Regions from separate parts of the Mus musculus genome. Here region 1 is linked to region 2. Evidence: chromatin contacts called from public Hi-C data. All regions are on one chromosome and are shown on one strand. The core of a region is the stretch at or near the end of the contact, and the rest is flanking DNA. Distances in the headings are between cores, read along the strand shown. Region 1 overlaps Gm36019 (a long non-coding RNA gene). Region 2 has its middle 5.3 kb from the start of 4930547H16Rik.

Region 1 (4,542 bases), core at 1,063-3,562, 210 kb after region 2:
ACAAATGTACATCATCACTGTGGAAGAAAAAACCACTGCATTCCTTTCAAAACAACTATAATTAAATCGTATTTGTAATATATTAAGAGCATTAAAATAGGAAAATACATAATTAAGGATAGTAAACCTGTAAGCCTGCTGGGCAGTGGTGGTATATGCAAATCTCAGAGTTTGTGGCTAGCCTGAGTTCCAGGACAGCCAGAGCCAGTCAAAAAAGAAAAAGAAAAATGTATGTTAAACCTAACTCACTTAGATCACAATATAAGGAAGATAGCTGGGAACACGTCTTAGATATTTCAGGAGTCTACTATTTCAGCCAGAGTCCGTCTCATGTAATCATTGGTCCTGAGTCAGGAAGCCTAAAGTAATGACTTCCTGGTGCTGGTGGAGAAGATCATAGAGGTTGGGTTCTGCTCTCAGACAGGAAGCCTGAATCATCAAAACCTGAGGTAGATGCCCCTTCCATTTAGACACCTAACAGACCAAGCTTAGTGTTCATGGCAGCCTTCTGTGGAGCACTGTGAAGCACCGCCTCTCTGCAGAGAGTTTCATTACAGATGCCAAAGTGGAACCTGAGCCACAGGTGCTGTGAGGGGATTATGGCAACAGTGGTGGGTAGAGTGCAGTTGCTTCAGGGAGTACTAGGCTGAGAGCCTTACAGGTGATTAATACATGCAGGTGTGTAATATAGGCCTGCAGGTGCTCTGGTGTGCAGGTGTTCAAGCATATACGTGCGAAGATGGGTAGAGACGCAGATAGATATACGGGTACTCAGGCGTGTAGATATGTAGGTGAAGATCTATAAAAGCATATAGACACACAGGTGTGCAGGAATTCAAGGGTAGCTTGAATACAGATATGCAGGTATGCAGACAGTTGTGGGGCTGCAAAGCTGTGCCACTGTGGGGTGGGGGGCCAGTCCAGAGCAAGAGTGAGGTCAAGATATGTACAAACCTGATAATCTCATCCTGAGACTAGCAGGAGCAGGGCTGTTTCCTCCTTGCTCTGGGCCTGCATAAGCCTGTATGACCCCCATCCCCATCACCACCACCACTACCACCACCTCTGCCATCCTTGAGATAATCATGTAGCCCGGTGGCCCAATTACAAGTTAAACTTCTCTCCCTAGAAGATGTCCAGCAAGCACCTGGAACTCCTTTTCATGCAAATGAACCATTCCCAGCACCTCAGCGCAGACAATGATGTACACTCATCCCCCAAACACATACCTGCTTCCCAAGGTTCATATAAGCCTTGGACCCCCCCCCCCCATAAAGTGAGGTGTTTCACTGAAAACCATTTCTGGAGAAGGCTATTTCTCCAGTACTACTACTGGCTGAGATCCTGCTAACCCACCCATCCAGCTAAGCTTCATTCCTTCCAATCCAGCCTAGTGCCCAATGGTGCCTGGGTACCCCGAGGGCAGAAGCAGACCCAGTGGCAGGCATTCAGGTGTGTTAGGCATGCTGATATGCAGCTTGCGGGTATACAAATGCTCAGGTACAAGGTTGCACAGGCAGATAGATGTGAAATCACTCAGGCATTCAAAATGCATGGGAGTACAGGCATGCAAATATGCAGATGTGCATCCATGCAGACAAGCAGGTGTGCAAGGGTAAGCACATGAGCAGGTACACATGTGAGCAGGTGTGTAAGCACACAGGCACAGGCATGCAGGTGTTCAAGTATGCATTCATGCAGGCCTGTCGGTACACTGGTTGTAGGTATATGGCTATATAGTGATATATGTAGACACCTAGGTGTACAAGTTTACAGGTGAAACCATGTGCATTGCTTTGCTATGGTTACCAAGACACAATGCCACAGCTTTGGAGCCTATGCAATTGGCCTGATTATTTAGGGGGCTAGAGGTCTCCTGTGTCCAAGCTATTAGCAGGTTTGGATTCTTCCAGAATGTCTTCTTGATGCCTCTCCACATGGTCTTTTCTCTGCATGCTCCTGTCTGGTTACCTTCTATCTCTTCTTAGACAAGTCCAGTTGCATTATGGAGGAGCCAAAGAGTCTCACTTCAATTTTATTTCCATTGTAGCACATTTGGTCAGATTCTGATGTGCCCAAGGATCAGTGTTTCAAATATGAATTTAAATTAGAACCCAATTTAGCCTGCACCATTATGGAACTGGCCCTTAATCATGGGCTCCACTGAGATTACTACATATAGTATGGAGTTGGTCTTTGTCTTGTTACATGACTGGGATTTAGGATCTGTTGTTTTGCCCTTATCTAGTAATAGTAAGTAGGTTTCAGGTTCCAGGGTAGATTGGGAATCCTGCTTTCTAATTTGCGCCCCCTGGTGTTGGACGTCGGGATAGCACACGGCAGAGTCTAGTTAGGGCGATGACACACTGGTGTGTGTGGGAGGGAAACAGTCAGGTGCTCTGAACTGTAAGGTGCAGGGCAGTGCTGGACTTTTATGAAGAGGAGCATGAAGTGTCAGCAGCGACTGACACAGGACCCAGGGATTAAGTCCCTAGGAGGTGAGGTTCAGGGGTAGGAAACAGAAATCTTTGCAGAGGGTTGGGGGTTAAGAACTAAGTCCCAGGGAGCCCTCAGAGAGTGGAGCAGGGTTCCCATGGAGACTTGCCAGCGAGGCAGATTTGACTGTGGTGCCTGGGGGAGGCTGGCAGCTCAGGGGTAGCGAGGGTAGGTGGGTGAGGGGGCCCCCACAGCGCAACGCTACAGTGTGCTATCCCTCAGTGTCTGAGCCTGCGCTCCTTGGTGGAGATCTTTCCACCTGCCCTTCATGCTTACCCTTTATGCGTCTGACCGTAAACACAGACGGTGTTCTCGCTCAGCAGACGGCAGAAACACTAGTTTACAGCCTTGGCAGCACAAACCTGCAAAAAACCAAATGCCTTATTCTGAGGGATGCGTAATGAGTGCCAGTTTCCGGGAAGCGTCTTAGCATTGATTAAAAACACCAGAGCCCATGTGAGAATGATCCGAGCCTCACCCTGCTGTCTCCCGGAGCAGCTAACTACAGTCCCAGGAGGAAAGGCTGCTGTCAGCCCCGTGCTGCAAGCTGCATGGCGACAGGGACCTGCTGGGACTCCCTTCAGCTGCTTCTTACAGGACTGTATGAGGCCCGCGGGCATCTCTACATTAGCCCTGCAACTTCTTCACACAGCATCCACCAACTCCAGTCAGGTGACTGAACAGAGCCCCATTCCCCACCCCACCCCCAGCTGCCCAGCTTTCCCGAGTATGCCGACTAAAAATACTTCTGTAACTGCCATCATTTAGGAATTTAGTCAGTAGCAACATAAAAATAGCATCTACCTACAGTAGAGATCTTATCAAATTAGGGGTTCTATTTGTAATTAAAACAGAAGATGTTCATTCATCTAGTACAATACGTGATGCAGTGTGAATGTCAACATGGGTTCTAAAAGGTACTCAGGGCTAAGATTAAAATGGGAAACTTAATCATTTCTGAGTGGCTCAGACACTAGACAACTCTTACAGATGATGCATGTCCCTCAGGATCTGGCTGTGTGTGACCTTGAGAGCGTCTTCAAGGGCACAGAGGAAGGCGTGCACAAACACACGCTTACACACCACATACTATTGATTTTGCTTCTCTGCCTAGCCCACCCCATCCTCCTGGTTCCTTGTCTCCATTAAGCCTACTTTGTCCAGCCTAATTGACTGTCTCATTTTCTGCCTGTCACAGAGTTTCTATGCCAGCATTTGGTACAGTATACATTGTCTATCTGTATCTATGTCCCTAGGACATCTCCTGAATGAGCCTCCATATTCTCCATCCAGTTACCTAGGGGATGACACCATAGCCTGGGCCCTGCTGTACCCAGAGACAGAACAAGACAGGTGAGCTGCTGGATCCCAGAGGCCCTCCCTGTGCCCTTGGCGGTGAGTAGGTGACTGGGTAAATGAGAAAGTGAATGAATGCATAGATGCTCAGATGTCAGGTGAATGCAAACAACCCTGGGGCAAGTAGAATGAACTGAGACCCAGGTCATAGGTCAAGGTGCACAGGAAGCTCTTAAAGTCCACCCCGGTGCCTCTTCTCATGCACTGCTCTGCTTCGCAAGCAAAGAGCACAGCAAGTGCCTGACCACCTAGCTTCAGAATCAACTATTGACTCCCCTTATCGAGGGCTAAAGCCTATTTACCTTCACTCACACCAGTCTTGGCTTCCAGCTGTCCTAACAAGGTCTATATTCTTAGGGCTGTGTCGTGCACAGAAAATATGAGCATAAAGCATAAAACTCTCAGACCCTCTCGCTGTCACAGAGCATTTTTTTTCCTAATCTTAGCATTGAGAAGCCTCTATTGATATATATTATGTGATAAGTTAGTAGTGTTTGCCCACCCCTAGGTTAGGCAAGATTATATGGAAGACCCATTGTAAATGTGAGCAGTAACATTCCTTGGCTTTGATCTAGACTGCATCAAAAAGAGAATGCTATTGGAATGCAGGTATCCCTCATTCTGTCTCCTGACTGAGATGCAGTGTGACCAGCTGCCTCAGGCTCCCTGGAATGATGGATGGGAAGCTAG
Region 2 (4,383 bases), core at 1,512-4,011:
TCCTTTTGTGCTTCCTCCCCCTCAGGTAGCCGCTTTCCCGCGGAGCCACTCCTGAGTGTTTATTATTTCTGTGAGGCATACCCTGAAGTATTAAAAGTAGCTTTGTAATTGAAAACAAAAGAGGGGGCTTGCTCTGGAGTCCTGCAGATCTCTCTCCCAGGCGGGTGCAGGGGGTATGACATAGCCCCTGACCCCTTCCTACTGACCCGCATGTCACTCTGCCAGACTCCCATTCCTTAGCACAGGTCTGGTTAGAAGGTCTTTTCTTCTCTCCTTTCCAAAAGGAATATTAGCATCAAGAAAAGGCCAAAGAACATTGCGTGCGCTTTTCCACAGGTCTGTTTAGTTGCCAATGCAATATGTTTGCTAACTTGCTAAAATGCTGCTAAATGTATGAAGGGCTTGCTCTCCTGAGGGGTCCTCCTTGGTCTTTGGACAGCACCCTTCCTCTGAAGTTTAGAATGAGATTGACTGCCCTTGCTAGCCCTTGGTCCCCTCACCCCATGCAGCATTTCATGGGCACAGCTCCAACAAGCAACATCAGGCATCTATGCCAAGCTTGTGGCCAGCAGTCTTGACAGATTATTTTACTAGAGCCATGCGTGTACCAGAGGACACTTCTTTCTCTAGGACGGTGCAGAGAAAGAGAGGACCAATTTCTCCCAGAATTCCTGTGCACAGCCCCAGGAATCTGTGCTGGTTTCTCAGGGAACTCTGGGTAGGAGAGCCCAGGAGATTGGGTGTTGCAGGGCACGGATCCTCTTGGAGAATGGAAGTTAGAGCCAGAATTTCCTGTTCTGAAGTTCTCTAGTCTGCATCGGCAGGACCTTCCAAACACTGCTTATAGCCTGGGCATTTGTGTGAGGGACAAGAAGTGTATCATAATGGACTGCCTCACTAGCGGAGGGAGTAAGAAATGTATAAAGAATTCAAAACTCTTCTAGAATGGATAAAGCTGTTGGTATGGTGTCTTAGCTAGAGTTTCTATTGCTATGAAGGGACACCAGGACCATGGCAACTCTTACACAGGAATATATTTAATTTGGGGCTGGCTTACAGTTTCAGAGGTTTATTCCACTATTGTCATGGTGGAAAGCATGGTCACTTGCAGGCAGACATGATGACATGCAGGCAGACACAGTGCTGGGAATATAGTTCTGCTGGCACGGGGCTTGCCTAGCATACACAGAGCCCTTGGTTCAATCCATTGCTCCTCATCAAGCATATGTTGTGGAGTTCGCCTATAGCTCTGTTACTTGGGAGCTGGAGGCAGGAAGATCAGAAATTCAAAGTCATCCTGAGCTATGCCGTGAACTCAAGACCACCCTGGAATAATTGGGACTCTGACTCAGGCAGAACATAGCGAGATGAGATGAAATCAATAAAGATGATCAACAAATTAATGTAGCAGATTGTTAATTGGAAGGAGGAAAGGCCCACAGATGTGGGAAGCCATTGAGCAGCAAATCCGATTTCTTCCTGTGACTGGAGGAAGGACTGCCCAGAGGGCATGGGATCTGAGTTCTCCTGGAAAAATAATGCACACTTACTGTAGAGATTTAAGTTGGGCCTTGGTTTTCTCTAGGTCATTTACATCCCCTAGGGCATGTTAACTGTGGTGAAATTAGCTCTACAAAACACTAATTTGGGTATTTATTTAAGGGTTCTCATAAAATTGCCACAGGGCTCCTGCAGAGACTTCATGTGCCAAGGTGGGGTGTGTGTGTGAGATACCTGGTGGGGCCTCCACTCTCTCATAGGAGAAGGGGAAGGGGTATTGGCAGAGGGACTGTGAGAGGGGGGACTGGGAGGGGGAACAGTGATTGGGATGTAAAGTGAATAAATAATAGTAATTAATAATAATAATAATAATAATAATAATCACACCTTGGGACTGGGCAGGTGACTCCATCAGTTATGTGTCACCTACTATACATACATGAGATACATACATGCGTGCATGAGACTCTGAGTTTAATCCCCAGAACCTCTTTTTATTTTTAAGAGTTGGTCGTGATGATGTATGCTTGTAATTCCATCTCTGGGGAGGCAGAGAATAGCAGATCCCTGCCACTCCCTTGCCAGACAGCCTAGGCAAACCAGTGAGTTCCCAGGTAAAATTTAGAGACACTGTTTCAAAAAAAACCCCAAATGACTAAGGAAGACACCCGAGGATGATCTCTGGCCTCTCTGTTCACTCACACATGTGTTCACATGTACCTACTACATGCTTATGCGCACACACACACACACACACACACACACACACACACACACACACACACCACATACCGTGGGCGATGCTTATTTGTAATCTTTTAGACATGCCCAAGAAAATTAAGCAAGTTATACAGGATAAGAAGTCGAGATAAATTATTCAAAGTTAGTTTGACATTTAAAAGGCTATTTATAAGAATGATCATTTTCTCCAGAAAATAAAAATAGTGAGAAGCGGCGTAAGAAGCCTGGCAGCTCTACCAGAGGGAGGCAAGTGCGAGGGGAAGGATTTCAGAGTTTCCGGAAAACGCGTTTTCGGTCTGCGCTGCGCTGTCCTCCTCGCTAACACTGGCGGCTCCGGCTTCTCGGGGAAGATTCCCAAATCCCGACTTTTCTTTTCCACCATGGGAAGGAGCAGCTGCACCAGTGCCCGCGTGATCATCAATGCCAGGTACTTCCTGCAATGGCAGTCTCCACTCTGCTTCTCAGAGCTCCATACCAAAGGGATAGCGCCTGGTGGCTGTTTGAGGCACGTGGGTGTTTGGTGGCATCACACCGGAAGTTATGTGGAGCCGCACATGTGGGTGGACTCCAGCTCGCAATCCAAGTAGGTGGTGACTCTTCTCCTTGGAAAAATTTCAGCTTCTCCCCACTCCCTCTTGCCAGGCCTGTTTTTGGTTTATCTGATAAGTTTTAAGCCTTCATTTTCCTGACTGTAAATATAGTAAGACCAGGATGAGACTCACAGCTTATGGTCCACACCCATGATTATAGATAAAGGCTGAGGTCCCCTGGTCAGATGGCATCCCAGTGGTCTCCTAGAAACCAGTACATGAGGTGTGGCCAGAGCGATATGGACCTCAGAATGGAGGATGCAAGTGTATACCACTCATCATGGATACATACATATAGTCAGTTCTTTTTTTTTTTTTTTAAGATTTTTATTTTATTGACATGAATACATTGTCACTGTCTTCAGACACACCAGAAGCGGGCATCAGATCCCATTACAGATGGTTGTGAGCCACCACGTGGTTGCTGGGAATTGAACTCAGGACCTCTGGAAGAGCAGTCGATGCTCTTAACCGCTGAGCCATCTCTCCAGCCCTAGTCAGTTCTTTAGGGAAAAGGAAATGAACGACTTTACAAAGTATGGATGTAAAAATACAAAGAACATTATTATTATCAGGCTAATAACTGGAGAATATGAAGGCGGTGTCTTGTGGAGTCGATCATGTTATTAATGCGTGCATTCTTCGGGTTGGGAACACTAGAAGCTCTTCCACTCAGCTACAGCTAATTGCTGTCAGCCACAGTGATGCTGCAGTAGACACTGGAAGCCACTGCTCTGATCCGTGTGTACCCAGAACCTGTTCACTATCAAGTCTCCACCTCCTCTGCATGCAGCGTTCGCCCCCTTCTGCCCTGTATGTCAGGAGCCTTTGAACTTCCCCTCGTAATTAAGGGAGAGTGTGTGGTGTTGCCTTTCTGTCCCTGACCTGCTTCACTTAAAACAATATGCCCCCAAGACCAACCATGTTTCTGCAAATGACAGTACTTTTATCTTCTGTTGGCCAAGTAATGTTCCACTGGGTCTAATCGTCCACCTTTTCTACATCTGTTTCTCTGCCAGTGGACGTTGAAGTTGTTTCCCTATGCTAGCTAATTAGACTAGCACTGCAGTGAGCATGGTGAGCAGGTGTGTCCCTGATAGATGGAGTTAATTTCTTTTGGTTGAACTCCAATTGTTGGAATTACTGCTACATGGTAGTTCTAAAAAACAAAACAAAACAAAAAAACCAAACTCAAAACAGAACAACAAAACACACTACTATTACTAAGTGTGTGCAACAACAAAACATACTAATATTACTGTGTATATATATATATATATATGTGTGTGTGTGTGTGTGTGTGTGTAAAAGTGCCACAGCACACACATGTACATCAGAGGACAGCTTGTGGGAGTCTCTTCTCTCCTCCCACCATGTGGGTCCCAGGTATAGAACTCAGGATTCAGGCTTGGTGGAAAGTGTCTTCACCAACTGGGCCATCTCACTGTTCAGTTGCAGTTTCTGTTTTCTGTAACATATTACCTTCCCACGGATATCATATTAGAGTCCCCTTCTCTGTGCCTTTGTCAGTACTTTTTTTTCCTTTGTAGTC

What was found. A called contact is a pair of places that touch in the nucleus more often than the background predicts.
Region 1: a Hi-C map of cerebral cortex shows a contact between it and region 2, with 2.6 times the contacts expected there. The contact joins two enhancer-like sites. A contact is called at or near these places in 3 of 39 promoter capture datasets (hippocampal neurons and liver) and 3 of 484 Hi-C or Micro-C datasets (the HPC-7 cell line, bone marrow-derived DN3 thymocytes and cerebral cortex).

Annotation. Positions count from the first base shown.
Region 1 is chr13:69,989,114-69,993,655 of GRCm38.p6, forward strand. Gm36019 (a long non-coding RNA gene) reads left to right here. Exons shown (of 4, transcript XR_382628.3): 3 at 3,753-3,849. Among named protein-coding and RNA genes, the nearest start is that of Gm36019, 7.8 kb to the left of the region's middle. Within about 2 kb of position 2,313, at least 22 of the 459 cell types and tissues checked have an H3K27ac peak or open chromatin away from gene starts, as enhancers often do. A contact at or near this core is called in cerebral cortex, where this site is marked.
Region 2 is chr13:69,775,755-69,780,137 of GRCm38.p6, forward strand. No RefSeq gene overlaps it. Among named protein-coding and RNA genes, the nearest start is that of 4930547H16Rik, 5.3 kb to the left of the region's middle. Within about 2 kb of position 2,762, at least 9 of the 459 cell types and tissues checked have an H3K27ac peak or open chromatin away from gene starts, as enhancers often do. A contact at or near this core is called in cerebral cortex, where this site is marked.